4 separate regions of the Mus musculus genome follow, and all the other regions are linked to region 1. Evidence: chromatin contacts called from public HiChIP or PLAC-seq and promoter capture Hi-C data. All regions are on one chromosome and are shown on one strand. The core of a region is the stretch at or near the end of the contact, and the rest is flanking DNA. Distances in the headings are between cores, read along the strand shown. Region 1 holds the start of Ankrd13b (ankyrin repeat domain 13b). Region 2 holds the start of Inpp5k (inositol polyphosphate 5-phosphatase K). Region 3 holds the start of Myo1c (myosin IC). Region 4 holds the start of Poldip2 (polymerase (DNA-directed), delta interacting protein 2).

Evidence for each region. Promoter capture Hi-C pulls out the DNA fragments that hold promoters and counts their contacts. HiChIP or PLAC-seq counts read pairs in DNA pulled down with a chosen protein or histone mark.
Region 2: a contact with region 1 is called in a promoter capture Hi-C map of liver, with 5 times the contacts expected there. The contact joins the promoter of Inpp5k here to the promoter of Ankrd13b in region 1. A contact is called at or near these places in 4 of 39 promoter capture datasets (the C10 cell line, hippocampal neurons and liver).
Region 3: a FOXA1 HiChIP or PLAC-seq map of pancreatic cancer cells shows a contact between it and region 1. The contact joins the promoter of Myo1c here to the promoter of Ankrd13b in region 1. A contact is called at or near these places in 1 of 39 promoter capture datasets (liver), 1 of 484 Hi-C or Micro-C datasets (myocytes) and 1 of 115 datasets of contacts at active chromatin or transcription factors (pancreatic cancer cells).
Region 4: a contact with region 1 is called in an HNF4G HiChIP or PLAC-seq map of pancreatic cancer cells. The contact joins the promoter of Poldip2 here to the promoter of Ankrd13b in region 1. A contact is called at or near these places in 1 of 39 promoter capture datasets (liver) and 1 of 115 datasets of contacts at active chromatin or transcription factors (pancreatic cancer cells).

What each region holds. Positions count from the first base shown.
Region 1 is chr11:77,487,864-77,492,916 of GRCm38.p6, reverse strand. It overlaps Ankrd13b (ankyrin repeat domain 13b), which reads left to right and starts at 2,875. Exons shown (of 15, transcript NM_001373882.1): 1 at 2,875-3,478. The coding sequence starts at 3,365.
Region 2 is chr11:75,628,101-75,633,153 of GRCm38.p6, reverse strand. Inpp5k (inositol polyphosphate 5-phosphatase K) reads right to left here and starts at 2,134. Exons shown (of 12, transcript NM_008916.2): 1 at 1,957-2,134; 2 at 1-85. The coding sequence starts at 2,054. It overlaps Pitpna (phosphatidylinositol transfer protein, alpha), which reads right to left. Exons shown (of 12, transcript NM_008850.2): 12 at 4,350-5,053.
Region 3 is chr11:75,653,578-75,658,630 of GRCm38.p6, reverse strand. It overlaps Myo1c (myosin IC), which reads right to left and starts at 2,616. Exons shown (of 32, transcript NM_001080775.1): 1 at 2,430-2,616; 2 at 984-1,139; 3 at 763-878; 4 at 81-279. The coding sequence starts at 2,447.
Region 4 is chr11:78,509,901-78,514,953 of GRCm38.p6, reverse strand. Poldip2 (polymerase (DNA-directed), delta interacting protein 2) reads right to left here and starts at 2,658. Exons shown (of 11, transcript NM_026389.3): 1 at 2,482-2,658; 2 at 953-1,034. The coding sequence starts at 2,642. It overlaps Tmem199 (transmembrane protein 199), which reads left to right and starts at 2,786. Exons shown (of 6, transcript NM_199199.3): 1 at 2,786-3,057; 2 at 4,533-4,606. The coding sequence starts at 2,847.

The sequences.
Region 1 (5,053 bases), core at 1,626-4,125:
GTGGCCATATCCCTGCGGTGTACACTCACTACCACCAATATGGACGGCCAGGTGCCCGAGAGGTCACTTAACTGTGACTCCCTCTCTGTGGGACTAAAAATACATCATTCTTGTTTCAAATAGGAAAGCAAAGAATCTGGGTGATTATTAAGAGTGTTGTGTGCACCAGTAATAACTTGCTATCTGTTTCGTGTACATCAACGATGTTTCCGGGCTGCCCGACGGGTGTGTATGTATCCTAAGCATATGCTTATAACAGGAGCCAATTTTTGTAAGGATTTTTTTTTTCTTGGACTTCTCATGGAGACGGGGGTGGGGGGAGCAAGGAACTAAAGTGCATGTTGCACGTGGGTGCACCCCACACTGAGCATGCTCCCCCATACACGTGTGACCCGTTTGTGCCCAGCCCCCACCCCTACAGCCGCAAAAGGGCTGTCAGAGAACTCAGCTTATGGAGAGGGCAAAAGCACACAACACCAGGTTGGGGGGGGGGGGGTGAGGGGCGGCGGCGCGCTCGTAGGGGAAGGGGCAGGTCAGCGGTGGCAGAGTTAAGGGAGATTCCTGGGTGTTAGGGATTCCTGCTCAGTAATAAAACGGAGGTTTGAGGGGAGTCCTTGGTTAGGGGTGTCTGAGTGGGTCTATTTCTCCCAGCAATGCCAGAGCAGCAGTGACTTGTGGGTGGGCAGGCTCCTTCCCTAGGGGGAGACAAGTAATGCTTATGAGTCACACCACCCAAAATACACGCAAAGTTCCATCGCCTTTTGCTGCAACCCAGATTGACAAGTTTGTTTGAAATTGTGATCCACAGGATATATTTATAATCTCACCTTAAAAAAAAATCTTGCAGACACCCCCCACCCCCAACCAGTAGCTCAGCAGGTGGGGCTTCTGCCAGCAAAGGGTGGTGGTCATGCCACACCATGCTGCACTCATACCCAAGAGTCTGTAGGCTTGGTGGCCGCAGCAATGGAGGTGGGAAGCAGTCTAGCAGCTGAAACTGGGCGCGCAGCCCAGGAGCAGTGGCCGCCCGTTCACCCCGGATCGACCCCCAGCTATGGAATTTCATTTATTAAATGTCGAGGCAGCTGCTGGCAGCCCCGTCGCTTGGCTGCCTTTGTTTCTTCGCTGTGTGGGCGCGTCTGGAGCACGTGGCAGCCAGGGCGTTGAGACCAAAGGGAAAGCGACCTGGGCTTCGTGTGATAGCCGGCCATCTGGCAAAAGGGCAACCTAGCCTCTAAATGCATGCTGGCCTCTCTCCTTTCTTGGAATACAGGGCGTGCAGAGGAAGAATGATTCACGTCCCCCCACCCCGGCCACCCTATCTCCCTATTGGCTCAGGGACTGCCTGGGAGGGACCCTGGCTCACACAGTCCAAACTTTGTTGCAGAACCCCCAACCTCACCACAGCCAAGCTTTAGAGCTTGAAGATGGGGGAAGAAGGGTTTCTGGCTTCCCCGAAGATGTCATCATCCCAGGAACTGAACAGCTCAAATGGAATCATACACAAGGTTTTGAAAACGATTTAATGAGGAATTGTACAGGCATTCTCGCGGCCTCTCCTAGTTGCCCCTCCTTTCTCTAGCCCCCTCCTCAACTCGGGCTGCAATCACGACACTCTGCTGACCCCTGGCGGTGGAGGTGGGCTGCGGCTCTGGGCTGCAGAGACGCCTACCGGCTCCTCCCAGGCTGCAGAAAGGGGCGAGGCAGTCTACTCAGTCCTCCCGGGCCTGGCACCACTGGGTGTGCAGGAAGCAGGAGAGAAGAACACACAAAGAAACCCAAGAAGGGCGCAAGGAGTTTGCAAGCTTTTGCTGTCGCTTCCCACACAAACACTCTCTAGATTGTTGTTCTAAATCGGGTTGGCCAGGAATTCCTTATTTCTGCCTTGAGGTGGGCTCGAGGAAGGCAACATGTTCGCTCCTACCACCTGTCTCAGGCTGGTTGAAGGAGAGAGGGGCCGTTTTCAGGCAGTTCATACCCTTAGCTCATCCCATGAGGTAGTATCTGATCCCAGTTTAGAGGTGAGTGGGCCGAGAAACTCTGAAGGATAAGCAATTTGTTTAAGATCAAGCAATTGTTACGGTATTTAAATACAACTCTCTTGACATTTTCTCTCCCAAGGCATCTTGGTCCTTTTACCATTTGCAGGTGGCCGCCACAGAGGCCAATTTGACTTTGACCACACTCTCTGCAAGGGCTCCTTGTGGAAGCGCTTGTCTCTCTGCTCTTTCAGGAAGCAGGCAATCTGGACTCAGTCATTTTCCTTAGGCAGGGACCCACATGGGATGGAGGTGGGGAAATGCCACCTGCTGCTGTCTTTGCTCAACCTCATCCTGGTTCTTGCTGAGCCATGTAGGGGAAAGACTGTCTTCTTCGCCTCATTAGACATTCTCTTTTCCAACGTGATGTGTGGAAGCTGGGGTTTAATTTTCTGAGAGAGCAAAGATTTGAGAAATATTTCGATTCTCAGACCCCTGGCTGCTTCAGTGACCCTTGGTACTGATGCCCTGCATCTCTCTTAGGGTCACTCTTTAGTCACTATGAATCTAGATGCCTCTTTACCCTCCCTGGGACCCAAGCTCACTTCTGCAGGCCATAGACCCCCGACCCAACGCTTCAGGTCAGCCCTAAAAGCCTCCCCCATTTCCTTGCAAAAGGCAAAATGCCAAAGGGTGGAGGCGCCCCCAACCCACTTGGCATCCAAGTAAGGCCTCCGCTTCGGCCGGGTTTGACTCTCTGTCCACCCTTCCAGGAAATCAGTTCCAGACCATCTCTGGTCATCCGAAACGCACGGTTCTACCAGGCGGACTACAAGCCCCATGATGCTGCGGGGCCAAGCTGTAACTAACCCAGCACGGCGCACCCGGGTCCCCTCCTCTCTTCCCCGCATTCGCTTGTCCCTCACCGTCCGCTCGGGCTGAGGGCCGGGCTATGCGGCTTAGGGGAGCCGGAGGGTGCGGGCGCGCGTCCCTGCGGCGGCGGCGGCGGCGGCGACCCCGGGGCCGGCGCCCCGAGCGCCCCCGCTCCAGCTGCGGGTCCCTGCTCCCTCCGCCGAGAGGCGTCTTTGTGTGCGGGGGTGTGGGAGGGGAGGCGCGAGGCCGCGTGCCGCCGAGTGCCCGCTCCCTCCCAGGGCGGGTGGGGGCTGCTCCGCGCCTCCCGCCGCCGCCTCCCGAGGACGCCCGCCGCCCGCACCACGCCGGGCGCGCCGCCCCCGCCCGCCGCCGCCGCCGCCGCTCGCACATGCCCGAGCCGCAGCCCCGCGAGCAGACAGCTCCGGCCGTCCGCCCCGCGGCCCCGGGCCCGGGCTCCCGCGCCGTCCCTCCCCGCGGGCCGGGCGCCGCGGCCCCGGCATGAGGAGCGGGCGATGATCCCCGCCAACGCCTCCGCCAGGAAGGGGCCCGAGGGCAAGTACCCGCTGCACTACCTCGTGTGGCACAACCGCCACCGGGAGCTGGAGAAGGAGGTCCGCGCCGGCCAGGTAGGAGCGCCGTCGGGGACCATGGCCCCGCACGCCCGCGCGGCGTGGGGAGGGGGCGCGGCGCCGCCTGTCCCGCCTCCCCGGCTAGTTTGCAGCGCTTCTTTGTTTGCAGCTGCGGCTTTTGTGCTCGTTGACCTGAAGTGGGTGATGGCAGCAGCCCCCGCCTGCTTCTCTGGTTCCAGGACCGGTGGCCCACACGTGTTCCGGGCTCTCCGAGACTGGTGTGGAAGGACCCTGTGTTCTTCTCCGTTGGGGCTTGAAGGGATTCTAGGGAGGGGTTGTCGGTTCTGTCTGGGCTCCATGTGGTGGGAGAGTCCACCCCACTCGATCTAGACGCGACATGACATCCCGCGTGAATGTGCAGGGACGGGAAAGGCCTGCGTGGGGAGGGGGCCCACATAAGATCGGGGAACAAGCTGTGTTGCACCCTCGGGCATTCCAGCCCCACCCAGTGCCCTCTCACTTCCTGGTGAACCAGGTCTCTGTTTGTTTAGAGTGGACAGAGCCTATGGGTGCTTCAGATGCCAGCCCTGGCTTCGGAGCCAGGAGTGAGAAAGACCCTATTGGGATGCTCCGGAGGGCCTTGTCCAGGTGCTGAAAGGCGCTCTCCTGCCTCTTGGTGCTAGGGCCTACCTTCTCACCGTGGAGGAAGCCAGGGGGCCATAGGAAGGACTTGAGGTCCTGCACAGAACAGGGGTTCCCTGCTTTCTGCCAATCAGAGAAACCTGTGGGTCAGACAGCTTTGGGTTGGGCAGCGACTTCAAAGAAGCCGGGGAGCTAGAAGTGGCAGTGCATGCCTGTAGTCTCAGCACCGGGGAGGCAGAGGCAGGAGGATTGCCACAAGTGTAAGGTCAGAGGGTGGACTTCATGTTGCAGAGCAGCCAGGGCTACATAGTGAGACCCTGTATTTGAAAACCCAGGAAGCCTGGGGGATGATTTCTCGGTCATTCTTCAGGACAAAGGTGGGTGCAAAGTCACTAATAGTCCTCAATTGTGCCTTGCCACCCCAGCTGACAACTGGCAAAGCAGTGACGGTGCCAACATTACCCTCCACCCCCTCAGGCGAAGCAGTGGGCAGAGCTGGACCCAGGCTACCCTGGGTTGCTTAAAGATTCAAATTTGCAGGCTTGATTAGGGTCTGAAGCTTAGGGATTTTAGGTCCACTACAATCATGGTAGCTCAGTGTGAAGACCTGTGTAATTCCCAAGGGAAGGGGCCAAGGCTGGACATCAGACTGTGAAGCAGAGAGGGTTGGACCGTCTGACATTCACTCCCAGCCTCCAGACCGGTACAGCACTTGACTCTGCATTTCATCCCGTTTAATAATAACATAACCTGGGCCTGCAAGCCTCCGGGCCAGCCTAGGGGTTCACTTCCTTTCTGCCTTTGCTTCCACCAGGTCACCCCAAGTTAGTTTATCTGTCATAAAGGCTTTGTAAAGACAGGAGGTCAGAGAGCTGGGAAAAGCAAATACAAGGTACCAAGGCCTGCCCTGGAGGAGATTTGGTTCTGGGATTACAGTGTGAGGAAGACAGGACGTAAAGATCCAATCCTGTTTTCTCTGGCTGCTCTTCA
Region 2 (5,053 bases), core at 885-3,384, 1.9 Mb after region 1:
CAGGTCTTGGTTGTTCAGTTGAAGTAGGTCACTGAGGTCTACAGTGGGGGCTGCGGAGGCCACATTCCACGTCACAACATGTACGCTGTGGAAAGGATGTTAAGTCACAGGGGATGGAGGCTAAGATTTTTCCAGATAGCAGGCAAAGACCTAGGTATGTGCAAGGCTTCCGCTGCAGTGATCATGGGAAATGTGTCTGCATGTTTGTTTGTTTGGTGCTTTTGAGGCTGTGTCTCACTATGCAGCCCTGGCTGGCCTCAACTCCTTACGGAGATCAGCCTTCTTCTGCCTCCTAAATTCTGAGATTAACGTTGTTAATCTCACTATGCCCAGCTTGCTTCTGCATCGTGTGGTAGGAAAGAGGAAAAGGAGCAGTGGATTACCCAGCTTTCACCTTCCCTTTCATGCCTGGAAAGCAGGAATCTCTTCCCTCCCTCCAACTGGCTCTTCTAGGCAGGTTTACAGTCGCCCATAGCTGGCAGTACCTGGCACAGAGCTGCCAAAGGGAGCTCAAATGCCATTGGCCAGAAGGAAAGAATGATTGCGTTTGAGAGACAGGAACCTATTAGCCCCTCCAGCTACAGAAACCTCACTCATCCTCTGTGGCCCAGTCAGCAACTCTGCATGCTTACTCCTCAACCTATGGGTTCCCAAGAGCACCGAGAGGGAATTGGAGGTTGACTGAGCATGGCCATGTGCTTCAGAGCTACGAGAACAGAAACTCAGAAAGAGAGAGGCTGACAGCGTATTCCCTTCCCCTCTCCTACCTTGCAGATCCTTGGCACACAACAAATCCTGCCAAGGCCTTCACGTAGCCTAGGGACAAGTTTCTGAGTAACAGGTTTCTTATTATCTGTCTCACGAGTCTACTCTCTCTTGGGACAAGTCGCCAGTTGGTACATAACATTCCAACCTCCGCTCTCCACAAGTCTCAGTATCAGGAGAAATAATCAACAGCTCTTAAATACCACCACATCCATCACAAGTTCAGAAAAGCGAAGACTTAGGGAGACCTTCAGTGAGGGTGTTGCTATAGCAACACTCCAAGAAGCCCAGACTGTCTCCAGGACAGAGCAAGCAGGAGCTCAGACTCTACAGATGAAACCTGAGTTCCAAGAATACCGAGGCACTGAAGCACAAGATCCCGCAGAGCCACCCAAAAAGGGGAGGGGGGCATTTCCTTCTCCACCAGAGCCTGTTCTTAAAGTGTGACTTGTAAACAAAACAAAACAAAAAAATTCCTGGTTAGCTTCAAGCAGCTCCCTGCCTCTCCCTATGAATATAAACAAAATAATACAAAAACCTTCCTCTCAAGTCCTCTGAGAGACTGTCATTTTGTCTGTTTACAGTCTCCCCCTGCTGTCCGGCAGGTAACCGGTTTCTTTACTCAGTGGCTCCTTGTATTCCCACTCTAAGTGGATAAAAAATAAAACTCGGGATTTGGCATCCCAATCCTCAACTTTGATGATTAGTAACAAATCCATGCACCGCGAATTACGCTCAATTGGACGATTAGCAGTGTTCCTCGTGATTTAAGAGCGGGCATGAGACCAGGCTTTACCTCGCTAAAGGATCTTATCTAAATCTGATTTCGGATTTCTAGAGATCACAGCCCGATCAAGAAGACCCCATGATGTACTGCTGAAAAACAGGAACAAAACTTCTAATCTACAACTGTAGGGGCAAATGTTGGTCCTTAGCAATCTAACCCTGTCTGCTCCAAGAATCAACTGGACACTTGCTTGGGGAGCATCTGCAGTGACCAACTCGGCAGCCAAAGTTTAGAGCGTGCATCAATCCTAACATAGCCCTTTCAGTACTGGCCTGACAGAATTCGGGTATCTAAACTAGGGCAGCCTTGATCCTACTGTGGTTTTGAAATCCAGCCCCACAAATCAGACTGGGCTGAAGACAGCTAACCGCCAGGAACCGACCGGCCTACACCTGCGTCCTCACCTGAGTGCAAAGCCTTTCGGTGCGCTCGGCCTCCTTAGACTCACAGCCGACATTATTCCCTCGCGGTAACCCGGTGTGTTCCTGTCTCCGTGCTGCATCTAGTGCGAGCCGGAGCAGCCCTTGGTCTCCGGTCTCAGCAGCACTGCTCCCTCCGGATTGTTTTTCTTCCGGATTCGGACTGCGCTTCGGCTTCCGTAGGAGGTGGATCCAGAGTGTCTAGGGTTTTGGGGTGCGGTTGGAGGACAGAGGCGGGGCTTTACAGCAGAGCGAACCGCCCAGAGGCGGAGCTGAGCCAGGCTCAGAGAGGCGGGCTCTACATGTCATCCACTCCCGACGCCATACCGCCGGCCCGGACGCGGGAGTGGGCGGTGGCGGGGCCACCTAGGCTCCGCATTCCCAGCCTGCTTTGCGCAAGGGCGCGGGCGTGAGGAGCGTTGAGGGCGGAAGTTGCTGCGGCTCGAGGACTCGGGCTGCTTCGTGATCGTCCCGCAGCGTACGGTCTTCGCTGTCGCCTGCCCACCCTCAGAAACCGGGAGTGGACAGGATGGGGAGCCTCACTGTAGTCTGTTCGGCCTCTCTCGCCCACACTATAAGTAATTTCTCATGTTCCTTGGCGCCCTCATAGGGGTCAGAGAACACTTCCATTCATTTAAGTGACTTGGTGATCGTCATTTAAAAAAATTTTTTTTTCCATCTGAGACAGTCTTGCTAGTAAGTACTGGGGCTTGTTATACAGACCAAGTTGATTTTCCGACCTCAGCTGAGATTACACCACCACGCCCAACTTGAAACTAGTTTTGCTGAATACAAAGCAAAATAATTTAGGATCCCCGAGAGCTATCAGTGAATGAAAAACAAGCCGTTGCTATTTGGTGTATATTCATGGTGACTGTTTACTTTGCCAGACACTTCGATTTATTATTTCCTTTAGATCTCTGGGTCTTAATTTTTGAGGGGTAGGGGGGATAGTGCATGGGGTTGTTTTTACAGTTATGACTTCCCCCAGGGAAATGGGAGTGTTGTTTTAGCACACTGTAGTACCAGCTACCCAGTGATGCCTCAAGAACCCACAAAAGCTCCACTACCTGAAATACATGTTCTGGAACCCGGTGTAGTGATGTTATTTCCAAAACTCACCGAGATTGGTTACTCCAAGTTTGAGTCCAGTTTGGGCTACCTTAAAGTTTCAGGGCATTCGAACTGTGCTGTGATTCATTCTCAAAATGGAAGGGAAGGGGACAACTTCTACCAAGTCTAACTAACCACCTGAGCTTTACCCCTGGATGGAAGACAAGAATCACAGTTGTAGCCATAAACACAGTAATAAAGCTGAAAGTACTGGAGAGGGCTCACAAGTTAAGAGCACTTACAGACCACTGAAGTTGGGTTTGATTCCCTTCACCCACACGGTGGCCCATAATCATTCTAATTCCAGTTGCCCTTTCCCCTCTCTGGGTACTAAGCATGCCAGTGGTGCACATTAACCTCGTCCACTTGCAGTGAAATTAACAAACCTGGTCTAGTATTCTCATTAGGCCAAGCTAGCCTCAAACACAGAAAGATCCACCTGCCTTCCAAGGGCTGGGATTAAAACCCCGTGGCACCATGCCTTTAAACAAGCTTTTTATTTCTATTGTGCGTGTGTGCACGTGCACGCCAGCATGTGCACCAGAGTGCAGGTCTGGGAGACTTGAAGCATCAGGTTCCTCTGGAGCTGGAGTTCTAGGCAGTTGTAAACTGAGATGTCGGTGCTAGGAATTGAACTCGGCTCCTCTAAAAGAACAGTACATAACCGCCGAGCCATCTCTCCAGCCCCCAGAGTATGATTTTTTTCTTCTTTATTTCTGAAGCCCAGGCATGCTCTTCCTGGTGCTTTGGGTTTTTTCATTCTTTCTACCCAACCTTGTCACCATGTGACTGCTCAAAAGGGAGACTTCTTTCAGGCAGTTGCCAAGATTTACAGTTTGCTTGCCCTGTTGTTTTTCTCCTGAAACTAATAAAATATTTTAAGTCCATGACTTAAAATTAAGAATAAAAAATAAATGTATTGCTTAGTAGAGTAAAAGAGAGACAAAAGCAAAAATGGCTTACAGATGTGCACTGCTGCATAAGAAAACTGAATTGACATGGGACTAATTTTTTTTTTGTCTTTTGTTTTTTTGAGACAGGGTTTCTCTGTATAGCCCTGGCTGTCCTGGAACTCACTTTGTAGACCAAGCTGGCCTCGAACTCAGAAATCTGCCTGCCTCTGCCTCCCGAGTGCTGGGAGTAAAGGCGTGAGCCACCACGCCCGGCTGACATGGGACTATTTTAATTGACCTTTTTTTTAATGCCTGTTAGGTAAATACTACCACTGAGCTATACCATACCCCAGCCCGAATCCATACTGTAAGTGACTTTTTTGGACAAGGAATACTTTATTTACATAAAATGTCAGAAATACCACTGTATCTTCTCATAATCCTCTCCTGTAAATAAACTGGGGAGATATCAGTAGGAGCTTTAAGGACATCTAAGTTGAAAAATGGACATAGGAACATCACCAATAAGCTAGACTCCAAAAAACTCTGTCTAGGATTTTATTAGACTGCTTTTTTCCCCCCAATATACCTGTATTGGAAGATTGAGACAAAAAGGCACAAACTCACATTAAATAAACAGGAAATCTAATCAGTTCTATAAAGTGTAGTCTGTAAAAGAAGTAGCACTAAGAACCAACCCAAGGACGTCAGAGGTCCAGGGGGGACTGAAAGGAAGAATGTGGAAGGATACACACATGCCCACAGCAGTGACCCTGACCTGTCCCTCCCCAGTGTCTCTCCACAAGAAGGCTGGAGCCCAGCAGGCCTTGTGCAGAGACACTGCTGCTCCCGCTGGGAGTAAAGCAGACCCTGGAAATGTAATGGAAGCAGCCAGTCTGAAGAAGCATGTCGCACTCTCAGGGATTCTCACCAGAGGTGAGCCTTTCATCACCAGCCCTCTTGAGTGCTAGTTAATTTTGGGGGTGGGTAAAAAAAGGGGATACTTAAAAGCCAACACTTGTCCAGCAGCAACACCACCCATGGGGATGGAACAAGACAGGGACATTCCTCCTTTG
Region 3 (5,053 bases), core at 1,367-3,866, 1.8 Mb after region 1:
GGGGAGTCGGGGACAGGAATGTGAGGGAAGCCTGGCATTGTCTTGTCTACCCCTCTCCTCAGATGCTGCAGTCTCCTCACCTCTAACACGGGGTTGCTCTGCAACAGGCGGTCTCGCACTGCGCCACCCCGTTCAGGGGCTGGGCAGGTCTCTGCATAGAACTGGAGCAGTCTCTTGGTGGCCTCTGTCTTGCCTGCCCCACTCTCTCCAGAAATCATCACTGCCTGGTCCCGACGCTCAGTACGAAGTGCCCGGTATACAGTGTCAGCCACTGCAAACCTGGGGCAGAGATTTGTCAGGGAGTTCCCAGAGTGGTACCCCACCTATACCTGACGGGAACCACTCTTGTAAAATATGGGGGTTATAACCTGGAAGATGGAGAAGGGGGTGGACAGGTGGGAAGCCCTCACAGGGTACACCTGCCCAGCTGAGGATCACTCCAAGTGAGGTGCCAGCCATGGGGAAGCTGGGTACTTGAATGAGGCTGGGAGTCCTCACAGGTGGGCCATGTTAAGATAGTTAAAGGAATACTTCAGGATGGGAACTGAGCTCAGGAGCTGAGGGTCCTGGTTGGTGGACAGAACTCAGAGTTCAACTAATGAGAACTGAGGTGACCATAGGTGAACAACCATGGGATTCCTCTCAGTAGTGACCAGTGAGTCACCCAGGGGTCAGGGAATCATTTCAAAGTGGGGTTTGGATGGGGTCATCTTGCAAGAGGACAGGGTAGGTCACTCCTGGAAAGGCAAGGGAATCACTTACAAATGAGGTGGTACTTCATAGAAACTGACACCACGGTAGCGTTCCATATGCTGCCGGCTGTAGATCTGTAGGTCTCGGTAGGGATTGACAGAGACTAGGACAGGACCGATGTAGGTCTGGGGGTTGGGGGGGTGGGGGAGAAGGGTCAGAGGCTTTTCCTGAAGGTTCCTGCTGCCACCTTCCCCTAGGTCCTTGGGCCCAGCCGTGCTCATGGCACTCACATAAATGAGGTTCTCCCGGAACCGCCGCCGGAGGTTCTCAATGAAGGCAGCCTCACTGGTGAAATTCTCCAGCAGGACAAAGTCCTGCACCCCTACCCGGTCTCGGGCAGTCAAGGCGCTCTCCATGGTCACTCGAACCCCGTCACTGCCCAGGGCCTGTGAGGAACCAGCCACAAGACGCTGTCAGAGTCTGCAGGTTAAAGTCTCGTTTCCTACCCTGCCTGCAGGATGTAGAAGGCAGGGACACTTTGGACACAGGCTACAGAACATGTTCCGGACATATGGCTGGGTTGCAGGATGCTGGAATGCAGATAAGAGACCCTATGGGACATATGGACCATGCACACAGCCCATAGGAGCACAAAGGGCCCAGCAGACACTGAACGACTGCATGGAATCCAGGGCAGCGGCATTTTGAGTTGAGGAAGGTGGGACATGACAAGGAGCTCCTAGGAACGGCAGAAAGAATGCTGGTGTTGACCTTGGACAAACCTCCTCCTTTCTCAGGACTGCTTCCTCTTCAGAGAACAGGAGTGGGTTAGTTCAGGTGACCTCAAATCCCAGCTACGTGTTACAGGTGCTTTGGAGGACAAACGGTTCAGAGGGAATTCTGCAGACAGGGAGGGGCCATCTCTCCAACTCCCATCCACCCCAAATTCCCAGAAGTAGAAGTTGTTTAGGGATCAAGCCAGAGCTCACGTCCTAGGAGAGGGTTTCCCCATGGGCCACCACCTCAGCTGGACTTGATGCCCACCCCAGAAGCGGGTGGCCTGCCCTCCCTCAACTGGAGCCACTCCCTCCTCTCCAGCTGCTAGGCTTCCCCCCCCGCCCCCCCTCCTCCCGCAGCTCCTCCACCGTTGAGAAGCCTCAGGAGGTGGAGGGTTCTCCCAGGGGAAACCCAGCTGCCACCCAAGGGTGGGGCAGGTACAGGCTTAGCTAGACCCTCAAGCCGCGTCTTAAGCAGAGCTTTCCTTTCAAAGAGGGCCTGCAGATCTAGAAAATGCTGGGGTAGGGGGGTGTCAAGGAAGAGGAAGGTACTGGGAGCCGCTGTAAATTCCAGGGAGGTCACCAAGTCTCCCCTGACCCTGGTTTCTAGCCCTAGTTGCTCAGTTCTCTGCTTCTCCGTCACCCCTCAAGTCCAGGGCCTGTCTCCCTCAGACCTGCCCACCCCTGACCCACCCAGCCCGAAGCTGCTGCCAAACACCACCGCAGCCAACGCCCCCTGGTCCTCAAGTGGGAGGGGTCTTAGCCATCACCAGGGGCGACCACATGGTCCTGGGTTCGAGCGTTCTGCAGCCCTCTCCGCCTCGGCCTCCTGTTCTAGCAACTTTCAGGGACATCTTCCACCGAAATTCCTGGGCCGCGCCCGCTTCAAGGCCGGCCCTGGAGCGCCGCGGGCCACCGAGAGATACCCTGGACCCCAAACCTGCCCGCGCCCATGCTCACCGATGCCCGGTAGCGCATCCTGCCGGACCCGGCGCCCCGCTCCGCTGCCCGCGCCTCTTGGTCTGTACTCGGCCGCGGCGTAACCGAGGGAGGGGCCAGCCCGCCCCCTGCACCGCCCCTTGCAGGCCCCTTGGCTCAGGGGGCTCGGAGTCCCGACCCTAGGACCCACTGCAGCCGGCCTGGCCGGGCTGGGTGGGAGGGGGTTCGGGACCTAAGAGGGGGCGCGCGAGGGGCGGGGCCTCCTGCGTGCCGCGGGCTCCGCCTGAGTCAGGTTTTCCAGGAGGAACGTCGTTAGTTCCAGGGTGGGGCCCGGAACCCGCGCGGCCGCCGCGTCTACACAGCTCCGGAACTCACTTCCGGGCTCGTGTCTACAGCACGGGGCTGGACACCCCGCGCGAGACGAGGGCTGAAGCCCGTGGGTCACCGGGGAAGCAGGATTTCTCTCCCCACCCCCAACCTCGAGTCCCGGGAAAGTTAAAAATAGAACGAAATGTCCAAATACGGCCGGCGCCCCGGGACAGGCGGAGCCTCTGTACGGGACACTGTCCACCCCCATACACACTCCCAAAGGACTGGCTCCATTCTTTAAATCCTTAGAAAAGAAATTGTTTGAGACAGGGTCTCTTTACGGAGCCCAATCTGGCCTGGAACTCAAGATGCCTCCTGCCTCAGCCTCCTGAGTACTAAGATTACAAACTTGTGCCAAGAGAGCCAGAAGAGAAACATCTCTTGAAAGATCTCTTCCCTAGCTAAGAAACAAATCCTAGGGTCAGAGCAGGGTGCCCTTTTTGACCCAGCATGACCCCTAAAGAAGCCTGTTTGCCGAGTAGGCAGCACCCTTCTGACTTTCCTACGTGTGCAGCCAATAACCTTATGTTCCAGCCTGAATATCCTCCGGACTCAGTGCCCTGCCCCATGGGCTCCTCTCCTCTCTTCCCTTCTTTCTCTTCCCTCTGGATCTCCGCTCTTCCCTGAACACAGGCCATCAGCTGTCTTCCTTGTCTGTCCAGCACCCTCGCTGGTTCTCTGACGACATCAGCCCTTTTTAGGCCCGAGAAGAGTGTGTGAGAGGAGTGGAGTGGACTTTGGGTCAGTTGCCACCTCTTGTGGCATATGGATGTCTACGGTAAAACAAAACAACAACAACAAAACCAGCCTGGCCTTTGCTTACTAGCAGGATGATGATCATGAGTAAGTGCCTTAAGAGGCCGATTGGCTGATACTTGCCAGAATTGTTGGGTTGCCTGAAATGAAGCACTGACCAAGCCATCAACACCACTACTACCCTCTTCCTCTTTCATTCTACACGCACTGAGGGACTTGGGGGAGAGTCCAATCTTCTTGTCTAGTGAAGAAAGCGTCCGCCCCTATATCTACCATTTGCAAAGGGTTCTCAAGTGCCTTATCTATTCCTCGCCCTTTGTAAGGAACCTGAAGCATATACCGAGGGTATACACTTGGTCTAGGGAGGATAGGGGGAGTAAGAACCCAAAGCACCAAAGCGCCCCACCCCTTGGACGGGGACTCCCTGGGGAGGAGGTGAGTCTGCGACAGGTGCTGCCTTGCGGCCTCAAGGGGAAGGATGGTTCATTACTTCGTGAACAACAGCTCGAGCCACAACCCGGGGGTGGGGGTGGTGTGCGGCGCCAGCTGGGGAACGAAGCCCTTTGGAGCGGGCCAGGGGAATGGGTGCTGCAGGTGGAAGATGGGTGAAAGACAGGGCAAAGGGGAGCGCCCTTTACGATGCCCCCAGGTTTAAAAGCATAGAGAGGATACGACCTTCAGTCCACCCCAGAGCATTAGAAGACCTGAGGTGGGAGAGCTTGGAGTCCCCAGCACTAGCATGGGCTCGCTCCCCTCCCCCTACCGCGGCCTCATTGAGCTCCCTCTCCAGCCAGAGGAGTCTTGGTGGGAGGAGCGCACTGAAAGGGGAGGGGCTTCGAGGCCGCAGTGCCCGCCCTGCCCCGCCCCGTCCCGCCCCGCCGCGTCAAGCGGCTGGAATGAGGGGAATCCGCGCGTGGAGGGGTCCGACGGACTTCACCCATCCCGAGCGGCGCAGCCGCATTCCTAGGATGCCCGCTGGCGCCCCCGCAGCCACCGCCCCGCATCGGAAGGAGGGCGTGTAGCCGCCGCCCTCCGGGCCTGAGGCCAGCCACAGTCCCGGCATCTACTTCTAGCCTGCTCCACCTCTCTGGACAGGAGCGTGAGTCCAGAGAGGGGAAGTGAAGTGAGGAACCAAGGGTGTGAGGGACACCGCCATGCCAGGCGCTTCCTGTGTTCTTAGCTTATGTCACTCCCGTCAGTGCCGGACGTACCACCATGAGTTATGTTGTTATCCTATTTTAGAAGGGGGAACTGAGAGTAGGTAGGTGAGAAGCCTTGTTCGTTCAAGATTTCTAGACTTGTACGAGGAATGGAACTGAAACCCAGGACCGCTTTGAAACAACTAAGGTAGTGCTGCTCTGATCCCTCCCAACAGTTAACAGGACTGCACAGTTTTCCTCAGTGACCTAGGACAGAAACCTGTGTAGTGTGACCACTGATGTTTAGGGGTGGCAACTGGGGAACACTCGAGGACCCCACAGCATGGCCCTGGGCTTAAGGTTGGCTTCAGGCTAGAGTAC
Region 4 (5,053 bases), core at 1,409-3,908, 1.0 Mb before region 1:
GCCTGTCACCAGGCTGACCCCAACCTTTCAGATCACCTTTGGCCTCCAGGGAACTTTCCTTGCCCTGCCCTCCTCTTACTGCAGCGCAGAGCCACTGATTATAACTGTCTGCTTTAAGGATTTGTTTTACTTTAGTTATATGTGTGGATCTGTATCTGGGTACCATGCACTTGAGTGCAGGGACCCAAGGAAGTCAGAGGCATTGGGTTACCTGGGGCTATGTGACTCTGGAGTCAGTTCTGTCCTCACCTTTACTTCTAGGCTTCCTCAGCAAGTGCCTTGACCAGTCGAGCCACATCGCCTGCTTCTTACTGTGTTTTAAGAGTATCACTACACTAGACCTCCAACTTGAAGTGATCCTTCTGCCCCTGCTTCTGGAGTGCTGGGATTTGATGCTATTATACACATATCTCCAGAAATCCATCTTTAACAAGTTTTGTGACTCTAGTGCACATGCATTCACACGTAAGAATACATACTATCAGTTGTTCTTTGATCTCCATGCCTGGGCGCATGCACACACGCACGTGTACACACATACCCATTCTAAATAAATCAATGTAAAAAAAAAAAACAAAAACAACCTTTTTTTTCTTAATTTGTGATTCTGAGCTGAACATGGTTACACACATCTGTAACACAAGTATTCCATAAGGGAACGAGTTTGCAATGTCAAGGTCACCGTGGGTTACAGAATGAGTCAAGGCTAAACTAAGCTACACAGAAGACTCTGCCTCAAAACAAGTCCAAAATTTATCTTGGTCAAAATGAAGATGGATTGAAACTTGGGGTGTAGCTCAGCAGATGGCATCTGTCTCTAAGACCGGTGGGCAAAGAGATGAAGAATGAAAAGATACAAATACCGCTGAGATTCAATATTCTGACCAAACTTAGCTGCATTCAGAAACAGAATAGTCCATGAAAATGAGAGGAGACCTAGCACAGTACCTACCTGCCCAGTCTCATATTTTCCATTTTGTTTTGGCACCTCAAACACACCAACTGTCTCCAGCACTTTGCCCTCTGCACGGTTCCTGAGTGGGAAGGAAAAGAACAAGCAAGTGAGACCCTGAGAAGACAGCAGTCCTTCGCCAGGAAAAATCAGACACGTGAACAAAGAAAGCCCCCTAGTACTCTGCAGGGTCAGGGCAATGACAGCCAAGGCCCAGGATGCTGCTTTTCCTCATTTAAGATCCAGCCATGGGCATCTACATGGTGAAGGTCTCCCAGTCTTCCAGGGTTTTGTGTGACTACTCCAAACTTACTTCCTTCTATCTTTACTTAGCATTTCCAAAGTCATTCTTATTCTTGCATATCCTGTTTCAATGCACACCTTCACCCACCCTCCGGGTCTTCCCCCCCCCCCACATGTTAACCATCCTTCCAACTTTGCATTTCAGTTCCTGGTATGCATGCCTTGAGTCCATTAAGGACCTGAGAGACATGCCTAGTGTGTAAGAGGTGCTCAAAAAGCATTTGTTCTGAGGCAAGCAGTTCTTCTGTCTCTACTTTTACCCACTGCTGCTTGGCAGTATACTCACTAAGCCTGGCATTTGCTACTTGGAAGAATTGTTCTGAACCAAAAATGGTTCCACACATCGGTAATCCCAGGGCTCTTAAGGCTAAGGCTGGAAAATAACAGGTTCTGGGCCCATCTGGCTACACAGCATGATTCTCCCAATCCTACACATTCAACTGTGCTGTAAATTCTAAGTCTTTACCCTGACCTCAGGACCTAGCATTTCTAGATTCTCAAAGGTACCCCACACAGTACACTTAGCACTGCCGTGTCTCCACCCAGTGTCTTTTCACATTTACTTGTCTTAAATAGCAAATACCTCCCTTAACCACTATCAGGTCATTTCCATCAACTTATCCTTTTAAATAGGATTAATTTTGCTATGGATCCATCAAAGCACTGTAATGTTACTTTGGAAATGTTAACTTCATAGCCAACTTTTCAATCCTGTCTGATCCCTACAAGGCTTTGTTTACACCGCCCCCCCCCCCCCGAGCCTCAACCCCTATTTCCCAAGTCACATGGGCAAAATCAGTCTCCCCAAGGTCACATGGAAACAGGACCCACAAAGGTAGACACTTAAATCGACTTGTTTCCCACAGAATAGCATATTTCTGAGAGTCACTGACCCAAAAGGGCCCGGGGATCCCTGTAGTTGTATTAAATGGCAGCCCACTCCAGGTGCCGGGGACCCCAGCCTGGGAGGCAGGATTCGCCTAAGAAGCGTTACTTGTTCTCCCTCGGAGCTGCCCTGCACTGCCAGGGCCCTGGGCAGTGCTCCCTTCTTTGCTCTTGGCACATGTCCCAAGCAGCCCGTGTCGGCTCTCTCCTCGGGACCCTTTCTCAGGTGGCACTCCGGCTGCCCAAACAGAGTCAGGCCTCCTGGCTTCCTTAGTAGCTAGGTAGAAAACGCTCCCTAGATTCTGGGCCCGGCTCCCTGGCCCCCTCTCTCCGTCCCTCACCGGGACGACAGATGCCTTCGGGTCGTCGCTGTGGCCACCGGCGGAAGGCCCCCTGCTCCACCGACCGCACACAGTGGCCTCGACCCTCGGGTCGTGGCCAGCGACCGAGACCACCAGCGGCTGCCCACTGCTAGGGCCCGTCGGGCCACACAACCAGCCATGTCCCGCCCGAGCGCCCGCTCGGCTGCTGACACAGGGCCCGACCCGCGGCGGGGCGCCGTCCCGCCCCCGCCCCACACTGCCCCGCGCCTAAGCCCCTCCCCTCGGGCCCGCCCCCCGCGGCCGCGTGGGCTCCTCCAGCTACATCCGGCGCCTGTGAGCGGAAGTCCGAGTTTGGGATCACCTGATCAGAGCGTGAGGCAGAAATGGCGTCTTCCTTGCTTGCCGGCGAACGACTGGTTCGCGCTTTGGGTCCTGGCGGAGAACTGGAACGGGAGCAGCTCCCCCGGAAGCTGCGTGCCCAGCTCGAGGCTGCTCTGGGAAAGAAACACGCGGGCAGTGATAATGCCACGGGACCCCGGCGCCTGGTTTCATTCCGTCTCATCCGAGATCTGCATCAGCACCTGAGAGAAAGAAGTGAGCGGTCCCCATTCAAGAGTCGCCGCGTTCTTTTCAGATCTAATCCCTTCTGAGGCGTATTTTCCCCCCATCACTCTCGAGTGCCTACCGAGTTCTCATATATCCAGTCCAAAAGCCTTCTCATAAACCCCAGGTTTACTACTTCCATCTTAACTTCCGTGAAAATTCTTAGTGTGTTACAAAACGTATTTTCAGATTTTGTTGAGTCCTCTTTTAGTGCCACCTAAGTCCATGTGAATTTTTTTAGGAAGTCGAGATTGTAGCCCAGTACTATCTGACAGGTTGAGTTTCTCCATTTGAGGGCCATATATCAATAGTGAGCATATCGTGTTTGGAAAAAGTGATTTTTTTTCCTTCCATCTCAAAGGTAAAGGTGCAAGCCCCAGTTTAGGGGTGAGGGTAGGGAAACGGTAACAACAACAAAAACTATTGAAAGATCTGGATTGAGTCGCATGTAGTTCTAGACATTGTAAAGAAGTCATTTCTCCTTTTCAGACCTATTTACTTATGTTAAGGTAGGGAATAGGGTAAACTGGCATGTAACTTACCTTGCCAGAGTTAACATATCCTGGCCAGAAGTGCAAAGGGTAGATGATCAACTATTTAGACTTAAGAGAATCTTAGAAAAAGATCCTCTAATACAGTGTCCGCTGAGTGTTTAGCATCACAACCCAATCCTGACTAGGACAGATCTATTATTTTCACAGAAATAACCTACCATTGGTAGTGGTGAGGTAGGGTTGGTAACGAAGACTGACAGTTAAAGTCCACTCTATGACACTAAAAAATACTTAGGTGGAATTGTCCTAAATCTTTCCTAGTTGAAAGTTATCTTGAGTAAAATGAAAAATAATTGAATAAACACAAGGAGAGAAAGAAAATGATCACAAGGTTGGGCATGGCACGTACCTGAAACCCAAGGGGCTGAGGCAGTAAGATTGTGAGTTGTCTAGATGAAGTACATGAGAATTCAAGAGACAGCTAGGTGTATCTAAATGAACTTAAGGTTAGACTGGTTTCATAATGAGTTCTGAGCCAGCCTGGTCTACATGATATGTGTATGTATATACATATATCAGCCTTGTCTCAACAATATATCTATATATGAGAGAAAGAAGTGAGCGGTCCCCAATCAAGAGTCGCCGCGTTCTTTTCAGATCTAATCCTTTCTGAGGCGTATTTTCCCCCATATCACTCTCCAGTGCCTACCGAGTTCTCATATATCCAGTCCAAAAGCCTTCTCATAAACCCCAGGTTTACTACTTCCATCTTAACTTCAGTGAAATATGATATATATATATATATATATATACGAGTTATATATGAAATATATGAGTTAAATATGAAATATATATGAGTTTACAGGGATGGCCGTGTTTTATTTGGGTAAAAATTAGGGCTACCCACTTCTGTCATCTTAGCTTTCCAGCCTCAGCTGCACGTGTCATTATGTGGAACCTTATTCTTTCCAGATTCCAGGCTGTATCTTCATGAACTCCTAGAAGGCAGTGACATCTACTTTCCAGAGATTGTGAAGCCTCCCCGGGTATGTAACAGAAATTTGTGAGAGTTGGGTACAGGTTTTATTAATCAGCTTTTGGGTTTGAAATCTTATATTTTAATTCTTTGGAAAAGCTGAGCTGTGGCTCAGTGGGATAGTACTTGACAAGGCCCTAGCACCAATAAATACATAAAATTTGGGGGCCAGTGAAATACCTCAATGAGTGGGGGCACTTGCTACCAAGCATGGCAGGCAACCTGGGTTCTGTCCTTAGGACCCCCATGGTGGAGGGAAAGGCTGACTCCCAAAGGTTATCTCTTCCCTGCACACATGTACTGCTGCTCGGGTTTATGTGCATGTACAAAGGATTTAAAAAAACAAAACCAAAAGCTGTTGGGAGTCTAAGATCAGGGAGAGAAACCTCTCTGACGGCTTTGGAAAACTGAGACTCAGTGAACCATTTTCCAAAGCAGTGCAAGCATAACAGGTGTG